2 separate regions of the Mus musculus genome follow, and region 2 is linked to region 1. Evidence: chromatin contacts called from public Hi-C data. All regions are on one chromosome and are shown on one strand. Each heading gives the region's core, a stretch centred on a gene start, on an enhancer-like site or on the middle of the called end of the contact. The rest is flanking DNA. Distances are from core to core; before and after follow the strand shown.

Evidence for each region. Hi-C and Micro-C count contacts between places; a contact is called where the count stands out from the background.
Region 2: a Hi-C map of the N1E-115 cell line shows a contact between it and region 1, with 2.8 times the contacts expected there. The contact joins two enhancer-like sites. A contact is called at or near these places in 10 of 39 promoter capture datasets (the C10 cell line, the HPC-7 cell line, cranial neural crest and 6 more), 1 of 15 datasets of contacts at CTCF or cohesin (the NIH/3T3 cell line), 2 of 484 Hi-C or Micro-C datasets (the HL-1 cell line and the N1E-115 cell line), 5 of 115 datasets of contacts at active chromatin or transcription factors (craniofacial prominence, embryonic basal ganglia, embryonic forebrain and 2 more) and 5 of 9 other capture datasets (adipose tissue, embryonic stem cells, liver and 2 more).

Annotation. Positions count from the first base shown.
Region 1 is chr19:56,474,801-56,479,390 of GRCm38.p6, forward strand. Plekhs1 (pleckstrin homology domain containing, family S member 1) reads left to right here. Exons shown (of 13, transcript NM_001164263.1): 8 at 2,354-2,488; 9 at 3,623-3,738. Among named protein-coding and RNA genes, the nearest start is that of Plekhs1, 15 kb to the left of the region's middle. Within about 2 kb of position 1,966, at least 50 of the 459 cell types and tissues checked have an H3K27ac peak or open chromatin away from gene starts, as enhancers often do. A contact at or near this core is called in the N1E-115 cell line, where this site is marked.
Region 2 is chr19:56,772,868-56,777,457 of GRCm38.p6, forward strand. No RefSeq gene overlaps it. Among named protein-coding and RNA genes, the nearest start is that of Gm32718, 32 kb to the left of the region's middle. Within about 2 kb of position 2,779, at least 64 of the 459 cell types and tissues checked have an H3K27ac peak or open chromatin away from gene starts, as enhancers often do. A contact at or near this core is called in the N1E-115 cell line, where this site is marked.

The DNA.
Region 1 (4,590 bases), core at 716-3,215:
TCACCCAGTTTGGATGCTCTAGACTGGGGTTCCTTCACTTAGCTTAGCCAGCAGCCCTTCCCCTCCTTCCACACGCAGGGCTCAAAGGTCCCTCGTGCCCCCTGATCTCCTGTCGCCCTGTCCACACCCTCAGGCACTGAGGGGCTTCCTCCTGCTTCCCTTCACTCATCCAGTTAGTCTGGCTTCCCGCTCTCTGTATAGCGTCCCTTTCGTCCTGGCACAATCTGTCTGAGGAAATAGAATGTCCTGCCTGTGGCCGGAAGGGGCGTGTCCGCTCTTGGAAGGGGCGTGTCCGCTTCTGCAAAGCCATAGGGCTGTGCGCTCTCCTCTAGGGATTCGCTGTCTTTCTAGCTTTGGGAATGATCACTAAATAGGCTGGGTGGTACATCCCCCTGCACATCTATCATGTCATCCCTTAGAGACACCACTATTGGCATCCTTCCCTCTGTGGCTACCGAGCACATGCAATGAAGCAAGGCCTCCCATTTTATCAAGCTCTCCAACATTTCAAATGCCTTTTTTTTTTTTTTTTAGTTTATCAACACCCCCAGGCCCGACACTTCATCTCTGTTATTCAGTGAGCAAAAGCAGTGATAGGGACCAGGGCAGACAGACAGATTGGCCTTGAGCAAGTGCCTCTCGCTCCAGTTCATGGCAGACCCCTTTCCCCCCCCCACGGACGCCTTATGGGTGGCTTTTCGGTTTTCCCTTATTTATTGAGATCAAGTAATAGTTTTTTTAACCATCTCAAGTTAAAGTCACCGGTTGTCTTGCTGGGTTTTGTTATTGATGTTGGTACCTCAGCGTAATCTGCTTCGATAGGCCGTCTTCGGCAACTGCAATAGACTATTGTACGTGAAGGGGCGTGGTCCTAACAGCAGCAACGTCAGTTCCACAGCTCTGAAGGCTGTAAGGTTCAAGACCAAGGAGACTCGGCTGGCAAAGGGCTTCTTGCTGTCTCATCAAGTCACAGACAGGCAAGCAAGCGAGGCATAGGGCAACCAGGATGAACTCAGCCTTCCTCTCAGACATGGCATGCAGGCAGACATGGTGCAAGACAGTTCTACATCTTGATCCAGGCAGCAGAAGGGGACTGGTTTCTATGGGCAGCCAGGAGGAGGCTGTGGACTACACTGCCCAGACTTGAGCATATATATATCTCCTCACTCCACAGTGACACACTTCCTCTAAAAAAGGCTACCTCTCCTTCAATAAGGTCACACCTCCTAATAGTGGCACTTCCCATGGGCCAAGCATATTCAAACCACTACAAGCTGAAAGTGCATTTAACACACCTGCCTTATGGAACACCACAGCCTAGCAACACAGCACACTGCAGAGTCCCCAGTTTCCCCCATGATTGCAGAGTTATCAAGGAGCTGAAGCTCACTGTTGCCACCAGGTTTACAAGAAAGTTGTGATACCCATATTGGTAGCCCACACAAAGGCTAACATTCAAAGTCTGAAATACAGTTTCTAGTGAATGCATCTTGCTTTTGCACTCCCTTATGAGAGAAAAAAACAAAAAGACCATAAAAACCTGAAAGTTGAACCATCACAACTCAGGGTTCTCTATGTCTCCGTCTCTCTCTCTCTCTCTCTCTCTCTCTCTCTCTCTCTCTCTCTCTCTCACACACACACACACAGAGAGAGAGAATGCTAAGTTCCATAAAATTCCCAGCAAACATTTGGGAGGTCTTATGAAAGTCCCCAGCCATCAGGCATTGTTCTTGGGAAATTAAGTCACACTCATAACAATTCCTATGCCATGCAGGGCAGCTCCATCAGTAGGCAATCTGGTGTCTGTTAGGGGAGGGAAGGCAATAATTAATTGCTTGCATCTACATCACCTGGAAGCGTATAATTCTGACTGTCACGTAGCCAACACTACCTAATTACACTGCTGTAGAAACAGACAAGCTGTGAACAAAACACAAAAGAGGGATCCTGAGCCAGAAGGAGGTTCAGTGACTCTGGGCTAATTACTTCCTCAGAGGCTGTTGAGAGAGGACTGGGAAGAGATGGGGGTAGGGACACCATGACAAAGCTCTGTGACTTGCACTCCACCCACAGTAGAAAACTTCTTGTTCAGAGTTGTAATTCTTCACAGTAGAGAAAAAATTCCAAATATTAGCTAGGCATATGTGTTCCCACATTAGAGGGACCCAAACTGAAGAGCAAGTTCAAGTCATGTGGGTTTCTGCCTGTCACACTCAAACAGCCTCTGATCTTGTCAACCCAATTGATCTATTATACTTTTTTTTTTCTAGAAAGTATTGGTTCAATTCTATTGAAAAGAAGGGGAGGAGGGAGGGAGGAACTCATTAGTTTCTTCTGTATCTTCCTTATTCAGCATTTAATACAAAAAAGCCTCCAAAGATTCAGGCAAGCTCATCTTCATCAGGATCATGATTTCCACTCAGAACCCACCCAAGATACAGAAGAAGAGTACTATCTCACTCCTCGAAGTTTAGAAGCCTGTTTAGAAGTAAGTCCCCACTCCCTGCCCTGCCCTGCCCACCCCGCCCTGCTCCACCCTGCCCCACTAAGCATTCATTCCTTCAACATATGTGCCCAGCCTCTGTCACACGCTGCTGCCAGAGCCAACAGGCTGAGATTAGGAGGCACAAAGGTAAAGTTGGCAGAGGCGGGTGGCTGGCTCACCATGCTGGCACAGGAGTAGGAGCCAACCATCGCACAAGACATATGCTTATATGATGTTTGGGTTGTGGCAGTGGTGGGAAGAGGGAACTGGTTTCCAGGCAGAAGATCAGAGAAGGTTCTATAAAGGAGATAACATTTAACTACTTGGCAGATTAAATCTGGGACTTAGTAGTCTTTCTATTTTTCTGGACTGAAAGGAAAAGAATGAAAGTCCCTGGGTAATCAGTGTGGGTGTATATGAGACAGCCTGTTGATAGCTAGACGTCCTTCTGAGTGCTGGACCCACACTATGCTCAGCCTGGTGGCCACAATGATGAGCCTCATTGCCCTCTTGCTTTCAGAGCCCACAGCCTCAGTTACCAAAGAGGGTAGGCATTGGGACACAGGGAAGACTGTTCGCTCCTTTTGACTCAATGCAGGCTTCAGAGACCACAGACATCCTTGTCTGGTCAATTGCTTAGGTAGGCTACAGTTCAGAGTGTGTGAATGGCAGAGTAGACAATTAACAGAACAAAAGAGCCAGCCCGTGACAGGCAGTGAATTCTAAATTGACTCTATGCTGAGGGCAGCATGGAGCAAAGGTCTTCTAAGCAGGGAAGTGGTGAGCCATGAGTTGACTTTTAGACACAATGGCCACGAAGCAGTGATCTGTAGTACACACAAATAGAGGATGTGGGAGGAAGGTAGGGCAGGAGGGCAGAGATTAAAGCAGCCAAGTGGGTCACAGAGATGTTGACCAATGTTTCTTAAGCATAGAACACTTCTTTCACCAAAAATACTTCTCTGGGACAACCAAGCCATCGGGTGTGTAGTAGGGCGAGGTTAATATTCTCTGAAGAAGCACTTTCCCTGCGAGGGAAAATGCGTTATTCCAGATGCAGAGAGGCGTGAGGCAAGGTGAGGAGGTGCCTGGTCAGTGGCAGATCTGAATCCTTACATTTGTTCCTCTTGTCTTTAGTTAGAGAATATTGCTGGACCCAATGATTCTGGTGACTCCATCGAATCCAATAGTCCGGACCAAGGTTTCAAGAGAGCGGAGAGCAATTACGTGTCAATGAGATCATTGAGAACCTGGTAAGTGGAGCGGCCTCTTAAATACTGCGTCTAGCTAACCTGCTTTTAGTGGAACAATTACCACCAGTTCACTGTGTTAACTGTTGTATGAGGGTGCATGTGTATTTATATATGTGAATGGTGTGTGTGTGTGTGTGTGTGTGTGTGAGCGAGAGCGAGAGACAGAGAGAGAGAGAGAGAGAGAGAGAGAGAGAGAGAGAGATACACATATGCCTTAAAGCACATGTGGAGGTCAGAGGTCAGAGGTCAGAGGACACCTTGGGTGTTGGTCCTCACCTTCTGCTTTGTTTGAGTCAGGGTCTCTTCTTGTTTCCACTGTACATACCATGTGCGCTGGCCCCACGAGCTTCCCAGGATTCTCTGCCTCCCAGCTTGTCACAGAAGCACTGGGATTTCAGAGGCCTGCTACCGTGCCTGGCCTTACGTAGGCTCTGGAGAACCAAACAGAGGTCCAACTGCTTACACGGCAAACCCTTTACCCACTGAGCTGTCTCTCTAGCTCCCAATTCATTTGTTTAGTTGTTGACAAATTGCTACAAGGCATCACACAAGACTATATCATCACGTACTATTAATTGATTGATACACGCTGGATATCCTTTATTTGAGATGTGTAGGATTATACATGTTTTGGGATTCAGAATTTTTTTCTAGTTTTTGGAATATCTGCATATCCGTAATGTTATCTCTTGGGGAATATAACTCATATAAACATGAAATACATGCATGCTTCATATTTTTGTACATACATACATACAGAGATATAGATATACATATACATGACTATAATCTTATGTAAAAATGTTTTGAGATTGCTTTGTCTGTGAAGGAGAGTCTGATGGTTTGGAGTTC
Region 2 (4,590 bases), core at 1,529-4,028, 300 kb after region 1:
TATCTGTCCCTCCTCGACAACTACACACATACTCTGTGTCAGATGATGCAAACGGAAGAGGGGCTGCTGCACTCCATAGGGGTCTGGGTGGGAAGAGACACCATTGCATTTCAAGTGTAAACTCTTAGGGCTTCTGTGCGCAAACATCACTGGCTCTTGGTTTTCATAGAATCCAGAATGATCTCGCTGGGTCAGCTATCCCGTAATAGACACGGAAGAGTAGAGAACCTGAATTCTGCCCCTGCCTTAGTTTTTAGACCATGCGGCCTCAGTCCCAGACCCAGGCTGACCTCCAAGTGTCCAGGTCCTGAACAGCCTTGGTGACTGAGGAAGGGTTAGGCAAAATCTGCTGAAGGAAGGCAAGACTGTGCTCAGTGAGGCTCCCAGGGAGTCACAGCAGCCAGAGAGATGTCTTCTACCCACCCAGATCCCTACGGACTGCAGCAGCCTTACTTCCGTTTGCATCGTCTGACACAGAGAATGTATGTAATTGGTGAGGAGGGACAGATACAAGGACTGGTGTTATTTCTCAAGGCTCAAAGTCCCAAGAAGACATGCCATTTTGTATCATCGAAAGTTTGTCTTTCCAAACAGAACTTGGTCTCCAGATGTTAGGTGTGCGGAGACTAAAACGTCCACAGACCCCAACCCACCCACCAGACGCGCTGTGGTGAGCTCTCTGTCCTACCTATAGAGTGACAGCCTGCTTTTATTTATAGCACTTGGAACCCTCCACGGTTCCTTTTCTTACTTGATCTCATTTGCATCTCAAGAAAAGAGAACGAGCTTGATTCCAATTTTACCAGTGAGGAAACTGAACCATGCCATGCCCTTCCCAAATCCCCAGGATATGAACCTATGTTTGAGATAGCGCCTTAAAAGAAGTAATTACATTAAAATGGGGTCACTGGGGTGAGCTCTAATCCAATCTGACTGGTGTCTTTATAAAGAGAGATTAGAGTACAAATGCAAACACCCAGGCAAGATCACGTGAACACAGAGCAAGGGAGTCCCGCAAAGACAAGAGGGAGGCCTGCCACAGAAGCAGCCAACCTCTCCCCACACTTTTGTCCAGAAGTTTTGGCTTTCAATATGGAGGGGGGGGGTCTCTATTTTAAGCCACCTGATCCTTGGTATTTTATTATGGTTGCTACTGCAGACTAATACAGGCTCCCAGGTTCTCAAACTTTCCTGAGGTCTCACACTTAGCAAGAGCCAGAGTGAACTTCATTTCTCAAGCCCTACACTTTGTAAAGCCTTTATGGAATAAAATGTTTTGCATATGGGAATTAATTCTGCCACATAGCTGGTGATGTACAGCGGTTCTCTCACTGACTGACTGCCATGTTGTTCGAATCCTATTTATAGCAAAATGTCTCCAGGCATGGGGGAGGATGTTCCAGAGTTCCTACCACAGAAAGCTAAGGTAAGCCTCTTTATCTGTCCTGGTTTGTCCAGGACCCAGTGTCTCAGCACCAGACAGAGAATGACAAGGATTCTTAGGAAACAAACAAAGAACCTGCCATCGTCATCGGAACCAAGGCCCGTGAGAACAGACCTCTGGCCAGCACACTGAGGCCCAGCACCCTCCCTAGGCAGCTGTTGATCTGTCGGCTGCCTCCTGGTGACTTCAGTCTGTGGTCTTTTGCTTTGCCTTGGGACATGGAACTGAAACTCGGGTGTGAGCAGGGTTTTACATGGGGAACCCGTTTCTCTCTTTCCTCCTTGCCTTGGGGTTGGAGGCTCACAGGCTCCAAACTGGGCTTAACCCCGGAAGGAATGTCCTCAAACCACAAGGAACAAGACTTCCTCTGTCACAGAAGTGGCCCCAGAATGGGTGGCTAAGGAGTCTCCTCTACATGGGCCCTGTCACTCCCTCTGCCTACAGGGCTCTAGCTACATTTGTCCCTCCTGAAAGTGGGTTGGGGCAGGGAATGCAGGCTGACTTTCCCAGCAGGCGGACATCTCACTATCTGGCTAAGATAGTAACTGTTGAAAGTGACAGTGACATAGTCCATACTCACAGACGCAGCAACACACTCACTTTTGGTTCTGGAGCCAGGCGCTGCCTAAGGTCTACCGGACATAATGACATTGCATCCTGCCTGGCTCGAGGGCCAAAAGCTAAGGGTTCTGAGAACTCGTGTTCTTGCTCATTAATTTAGATAATGGGTTGGATTCATGAGAAGTCTGGGTTGCCATTTTCTTATTAACATCTTTGTAGCTCTCAGGAAGGTCATTAGATCCATATCAACAAACACATACACTTGGCAGTGGTGCCAATATACCAATAAAAGCCAATTCCCAATCTGTGATCTCCATGCCAAGTGGTGGAGTTGGATCCTTGCCTGGGCTATGGCACGGTAACTCTGGAGTTGTGGGAATCTTAGACATGGCCTATTGGGGGTGCCAGGAGCAGCCACCGCCCCCCCCCCCCCCTTATAGTGACTCGTGCAATGTCACACTTAGGATCGTCATCAAGCATCACAGCGAGGTGCAGGAATGGGAGGCAACTGCCCATCTTCACGATTCCCACAGAACAACTGCTCTGACTGCCAGTGCCACACAGCCGAGCGCGTGTTTCCACTTGCTGCAAGTCTCTAGTTACCTCTTAGGGAGGTGATGGCAGTGTTGGTGTTGGAACCAAGGGCCTCGACAACTGTGCTCAGAAATCTCCCTACCATTGAGTGTGATGCCTTTTGAACCCCATCCCACCAAACTTATCATCAAAGCTCCAGCAATGTTTCCAGCTATACACGGATGGAAATAGCTTCCGGAGGAAGAGTCCCCCAGATTCCAAGTCAGAAACGCATCTGGAAGAGAGGGAGCAACCCAGAGCTGCTTTCCCTCTGGCTCAGCGGATCTTAGGGACCTCACGGGTGCAGAAGGGAGGCGCTGGGAGGCCAGCAGTCGCCCACGAAGAGATCTGCTCCCGGGAAAGTCCTCAAAGCCAGGTGAAGTGTAGCATCCTGAAGGAAAAAAGGAGGGCTGAGCAGTGGGCCACTCCGCGGGAATCAAAGGCGGGGGCGGGGGAGAGGGTGTGGTGGGCCGCTGACAGAAAGAAGTGGCTGGCTGCAGGCTCCAAAGGGGACCTGTTCCCAGCTTGCCACTTGGATGGCACCTTTCAAAGCCCCACGGAGATACCAGGACAAAGGGATGAGAAGCTCCGCAGTGAGGGTGCGGCTCCTCCCCGCCTTTGAGCTCAGCGCAGCCCCGGAGCCGCCCTTGGCCGCTCTATGCTCCCTCCCTGGTGTCCTTTGATCCACCAGCTGCTCCAGCGGCCCTTTCGAGGAAGCCAGAGGAGGGGCGCCCAACTCCCCACTAGAGGGGAGGTAGAATTTCTTTGAAATGGAACAACCACGATCCTGTTGGCTTAATAGGAAGCTATCCACTGCAGACAAAGTTGGGTTTGCTTCCCATTTCCCCCTACCAAACCAAGATACTTCTTGGTCTTTTGCAAGAAAGCTCCCTTCAGTGAGGTGACTCTCATTCACAGAGAGGCTGGGTGGTTGGAAAACGTTCTTGTTAGGGGGTGAGAATGTAGCGCCTGCCCAGACAGGACAGTTCTCAGGCATGGCGTGAGAAGCCTCCTTGCTGTGTTCCTTCACACTGCCTTAAAGTTTATGAATCCTCCGCAGACCACACCTTGCTCTCCTGGCTGGTTCTGCTGTCACATTAAAACAGCTGTTTACAGACTGCTTGATCATTCCCACCCTGAACTCTTCCTGGACAGGAGAGAGCTACTCTAGAGTTTAGATGTTTAAAACAAAAACCCTTCCAGCTAGGCTCACAGCCTTATCTTCCAAACAACAGAAAGTAGAGCCTTTAGTAACACCATTCAGATTCAAGACCAGCTTCTCAGATTTCAGAGTGCCAGCAACTCTGTTTAATGTCCCAAAAGAACGATTTCTGAGCTTAAGAAATTACAGACCGAGAGAGCAGCAGAGTCGCTTGATGGAGTCGGAAGGTTGAGACCTAGGTCTGGCCAGGGTGAGGCAGAAAGATGATGTCACAGTGGTTCAGGCAAAGCGCCCGTAAGCACGTTGTCCTTTCTTCCAAATGTCTACCCTTGAGAGTAGGAAGTAAACTTTTCAAAGACGCTCTTGATGTTTTCTGGGTTAGAGTTTGGGCGAGAGTGAAGCCACACTCTAACACACTGTGTTGGGCTAGTGCCTGCCACTGAGACTGCTCTAAGGCTGTCTGTCACCTGACGCTGGAAGGCAAGAAGTACAGCTCACATTTCAGATACCTGAGGATCCTGAAGACGACAGCCAGGTTGATAAGCCTGGAGAGGGACACTCCCAGGGCAGGGTGGTGACAGCTGGTTGTTTGGTAACATTCCTCTGCCATCTAGTGGCACCAGCCTACACTTCCCTCTCAGATGAACTTCTTGGCGCTCCCACACTCCGACGGGAGTTTTTATTTCTTTCGTTCAAACTGAGTTTTTTAAATCAGCCATCTTAAGGGTCAGTGAGACGGTTCAGGAAGTGAGGGTGTTTCTCACCAAGTTGGAGCCTTAAGAGCCATTTGGCAGAAGGAATGTATCTATCTATCTACTCCCACAAGTGGTCTTTTGGCCTCCAAACACAC